Linked DNA regions of Danio rerio: region 2 is linked to region 1. The links are chromatin contacts, called in public Micro-C maps. All regions are on one chromosome and are shown on one strand. Each heading gives the region's core, a stretch centred on a gene start, on an enhancer-like site or on the middle of the called end of the contact. The rest is flanking DNA. Distances are from core to core; before and after follow the strand shown.

What was found. A called contact is a pair of places that touch in the nucleus more often than the background predicts.
Region 2: a contact with region 1 is called in a Micro-C map of caudal fin, with 5 times the contacts expected there. The contact joins the promoter of zc3h18 here to the promoter of tango6 in region 1. A contact is called at or near these places in 2 of 18 Hi-C or Micro-C datasets (caudal fin and hematopoietic stem cells) and 1 of 4 datasets of contacts at active chromatin or transcription factors (caudal fin).

The regions. Positions count from the first base shown.
Region 1 is chr18:18,457,998-18,460,664 of GRCz12tu, forward strand. It overlaps tango6 (transport and golgi organization 6 homolog (Drosophila)), which reads right to left and starts at 1,372. Exons shown (of 18, transcript XR_012394012.1): 1 at 1,281-1,372; 2 at 1-467. It overlaps il17c (interleukin 17c), which reads right to left. Exons shown (of 2, transcript NM_001020788.1): 2 at 2,507-2,667. The coding sequence ends at 2,507.
Region 2 is chr18:18,528,102-18,530,768 of GRCz12tu, forward strand. It overlaps zc3h18 (zinc finger CCCH-type containing 18), which reads right to left and starts at 1,318. Exons shown (of 17, transcript NM_001044339.2): 1 at 419-1,318. The coding sequence starts at 1,318.

The DNA.
Region 1 (2,667 bases), core at 122-2,621:
AAGTCGGACTGCCCCTTCTACAGCTGCCCCAAAAGCCGACCTCAGTCCCAATGCTACCCCGACACCGGGAGCCAAATATGGGCAGAGACCCAGAGTGACCACAAACTGCAGCACAGCACCCAGTGTCTTCTGCTGGGCCACACTGAGAACATCTGGGGGGAGTGGAGGAGCTGCTTCAGGGGTTGCCAGATTTGGTGCCGCAGGATGTTTGTGAAAGGCATCCAGGAGGCGCTTCAGGTGTCGAGCCAGGCAAAGCAGCAAGAGAAGACATTCCTGGACAAAGCTCCATGTTATGTCCTCAGTGTCCCTGCAGAACCATGTGACGACTCTTCTGACCTCTTCCAGAAGAGGACGGACTTCTGTCAGATCTTTCGCCTCTGAAATTTGCTCCTGAAGCTCAGACAGGTTCCTCTGGAGGGCTGAAAGCAGCGCTGCTTCTGTGGTTTGACCATCGCTCAACTGCCCATCTAGAATGTGTGCCAGAACATTTTAAATGTATATTGGATTTCAAAATTTGTCATTAGTAGGTACTTGTTTTAAATAAAATGTTCATTTGAGTTTCGTAACGTGTCTTCTAAATTTCAATAACATTATTATCATTTAGAGCAATTACTTAAAAAAACAGTAATAGATCAATATAATATATTTCATGTTTATACACACACACACACACACACACACACACACACACACACACATACATACATATATATATATATATATATATATATATATATATATATATATATATATATATATAGTATAAATAATAACATTCATATTGGTGCTCTTCAAGACACGTAATCAGTAGTCTAAATAATGAACACAGCTTAAAGTTTTACTCAGAACAGGATCTTTTTTCCCGACATGTATGTAAGAAATTTATAAAACCTAAATTTTACACAAACCTCCACAAATAATATATTTAGCTAACGTTAAATGGCTGTCGCTATTTATTATTGAATGTGTGGGAAAACAAACACTGAAAGTGATTAGCTAGTCTTGTTAATATGTCAGTAACTTTACATGACAAAGGGTTAAAAATGTTATTTATACTATTATTCTTTTCGCTTTACGAAAAGAATAATAGAATAATAGTATAAAAATTGTTCAAACAATATAAGGGCGAGTTAATAATGACAGTTTGGAACTGTTATCTGATAGATTCTTTAAGACTGTAACGTTAAAGTACTGGTTGAAATTAACGTTAGCCAACGAATAATGAAAACAGAGAACGTGTTCTGAACAGGATTTGTCCGCTGTTGTAATGTTTTTCTTACCTCGAATAGGTTTCGTTAATATACTGAGAGACTTTATTAATGCTGTGGTCATCTTGCTCCTCACCGCAATGTGTTGCTTGTAAGACTGTCGCAAAGCTTCAACGTAACTACGGTTGAAATTAAATATTTTCATAATAAAAGTCCTACAATCTCAAACGCAGCAGGTTTATGTAAAAAAGAAAACAAATACTTTAAAATATAACTGTAGGCCTACTCTAAAAATATAAGTGATCACAGTTAAGTGTAGTTGTGTGAAGGATAGTGTAATGTGGTGTGAATAATACAAACTGTTTAAACAATGTATAACAACTAATAAGTATTTTGAGGATGAGTGACAAGGGTTTTTGGTAAAATTGTCTTTTTATTGTCAGTTTATAGTGACTTTTTTATTTTAAAAAATCAATAAACAAGCCATAAAATCAGAAAAATCTTAAAAAAACAAAACAAAAACAAAGCTGCTTTCCTCTCTAATTGCTTGTATTTGACTTATTAATAAATTTGTGAACCCACAAAAAGCAGAATAAATACTGCAATTTTTAAAAATAATCATTCTCATTTTATGGTAATTATGATAATACAGAATTGTTATACTTTTCACATGCATGTCAACAACAAACTTTAAATGATAATTTATGAATGAATAGTATTAATTATTAATCCTCCTGAGTGAAATATGATCCAGAAACCTTGACAGTTTACCCATTTATAAATCTAGATAAAGATGAATGAACCCATCACTGATATACAAGCATAGACTTTATTCAGTTTGTTTTACAACATAATACCATTTGGACAAACTACAAAAACAAAGCATTCTGAATCTAATACATTCGATTGTTATCATTGAAACATGAACTTAATATAACTATTCTTGTCATTGACAAGATTAATATTTCACGCCCAATAAGAAAGAAAGTTGAGCGCAGATCAAAAGTTCACATATTTGCAAACCTTACATAAAAGTTCAATAAATAGTAAATAAGTTATTAATATATAAATAAATAAAGCCTAAATAAAGTAGTGTTTTACTATATTACAAGCAAATCTTTCTTGAAAGAGTGTTGGTTTATAAACTTTGAAATAAATCATGTGACACATGCAACCTTTAAGCTTACGAATGTAAGCATATCAAATAATGTAAGTACCTTATAAAATTGTATTTTAAAACAAACACTACTCGGTACATGAGACACGTCTCTACAGATTGGGTCTTAATTTGTCCTCGGTTATTGTTTAGGCACTGCACAGGTACAGGCCACAGGCACTTGCACATGTTCAAATGTGAAGGAGTATTTATCCGGGTCAGACGGGCATGGGTGCTTCTTCAGGAATACATGAGTTTTGAACACAGGCACAGAGTTGTAGGATCTGTTTAACTCCCCGTTAA
Region 2 (2,667 bases), core at 68-2,567, 70 kb after region 1:
AATATTGTTTTAAATATTAACATACATCATTTTACTATGATATTTACGGCGATTACATTGTTATTTTTTTAGCACATTATTGTTTTTCATTTACAAAATGCTACCAACTCTAAAATTTTAGTAAAATGTCTAATTTAAATATAAATTAATACATTATGTGATGAGTTCATATTCAAAGAAGAAGTATTTTCTATTTTTAGCTTAAAAGTAGTGCAATTTGTTATAATAATAAAAAAAACTAAATATTGCATTCAATGGCTCCCTCTACTGTTACAACCTGGCTATACAATACAAGCAAAAAACCCTCATGCACAAACTTCCACAAATGCTGTCTGGTTGCATCAAAACCAAAATAATATTAATAAAACAAAAAAACAATATTAATCTGCAAAGTCACAAATGATTTCAGTATACTTACATCTATCTCTCCCTCATCGATCTCTCCATCATCCTCTTCTTTCTTTTTATCACGGAACGAATCTCTCCTCCCTCCTTCCCTCGAGTCCTCAGATTTTCTCAGGGGTGTGTCTCTGTTATCCGGAGGCAGAATGGGTTTCCTTTCCTTCCTCTTGCGCCTCTTTTCCTCCTCTTCGTCCTCCTCCTCTTCATCTTCTCCATCCTCCCCTACAGCAGGCTTCTCTGGCTCGTCTTCCTCAGGAGCAGCAGCGCTCGGCTCCTCTGGAACCTCTTCATCATAATCCAGCTCGTGTTCATCCAGATCTCTGGACACAGAAGACTCATCCTTCAGATCGCTCACAACCATCGCCGCTCTCCTCCGCCGCCTTCTCTCCTCTTCCTCATCCTCCTCTTCCTCAAGCTCTGCCTGGCCAAGGCCGGATTTGGTTGTCGTCTCATCTTCTTCCTCCTCCTCATCATCATCTCCTCGCTCTTCCTCTGCTGGAGTAAATGGTCGCTCATGTTCTGCCGCTGGCGAAACAGGATCTGGAGATCTTGGCGTCTCTAGGATTTCCTCCTCAGGAGACTTGATAGCCTTCTGCGCGATTTCTTGAACCCTCAAAGCACCCTCTTGTTGGTGGATGTCTTCTCTCTCCTCCCGGTCCAACTTGTAATCTTCCACATCCGAAAGCTCCTCTGGATCTTCTCGGCCAGCAGGCTGCCTGTCTCTGTCCTCAGAGTCTGAGTCTCCTCCATGCTCCGGGACTTCATTTTCATCGTCATTCAAGAGCTCACTGTCTGATACTCCCTTGTCTGCTTCTGCTGGGGACTCAGGCGACTCCAGCAGCTCATTGTCAGAGAGACCCTTCTCCTCCTCCTCGGGAGACTGCGGGGACTGGGTCGGGCTCTCAGGTGTATCCATTAGCAAGAACTCTGAAAAGGATATTCAACAACAGACAGAGTTTGTTTGTTTTAAAAATAAAAAAAGATGAAAAACATGTAACATTTAAAACAGTTTAACTTTGTCACTCACAAAAAATCATAATAAAAAATACATACTAAAATTAGGAATAACAAAATGTTTAATTAAATTAAAAACGAGTCACTGTTAAACAGCTAACATTATTTATAATCAAAAACAATTACAAATATTTATTTTTGATCAAATATTAAAAAGCTTCAAGGTAGCATTAAAATATATTTAAGAAAAACACAAAATATTAAGATACAAAACAATTTTGGTTAATATCTTAGATACTAAACTGACAGTTAAAATACTAATTTGCAGCATAAATAATACCTACTGTTGCACATGTGTAAAACAAATCTAAACAACACAGTGAAATGTCTCTTAACTTCATTTAGTAAATATTTTTTTATATTGTCTAGTAGTTCTTCTAATTGTTATATATATATATATAGTGCTCAGCATAAGGTACAGCCCATTTTGAAAATTAATATTTTCAACCATTTCTCAGTGAATTTAGGCAATTTATTTTGGTGCATTTGAACAAAACAGATTTATTCAACAGATAATTTAATAAAATAATATTTTAGTTACCAAACATATTTAGAAATTGAAAGAGAATACAATAAATCCATGCTAAATATTGCAAAAACACTTTACAACTAAATTAAAAACAAATTTTTTTTGCACAACCAACACACACACTTAAAAATTAAAGCTATTTTATTATATTTAAAGTAGGGCTGCATGATATGGAAAAAATCTGAAATTTGACATTTTCAATTATCTGTCATATATATTGCGATATTCATATAATTTCAGCAGATGACTTGAATACCACTTTATGGAATTAAATCATTCATTTAGATTTATTGGGTTAATCTTGTGGCAGAGTGAATCAAACAAATTGCAAGCATAAATAAGATAAGATTTTGTAAAGACAAAAGTGAAATATGCAGATTTCCAGAGAATCAAACAGTAGTCAAATATTCAGGTACAGTAATTAAATTATTAAATGCAATGTAAAATAATACAAGTCTTTATTGCTGATCAATCATAATCCCAAATTATTGCAGATACTGCGATGTGACAACTGCAAATGCACACAATGCGATATTGATGCTGAAATGATATATTGAGCAGCCCTAATCTAAAAGAAACCAAACATATATTTTGAATATGTATTTACATATAATGCACTAATATTAGTTTATCATTTTTAAAAACAACTAAGTTCATTATCAAAAATGACATTAAGCTTACACTAATATCAAAATCAATAACAAAAATAAGGGAGTCGAAGC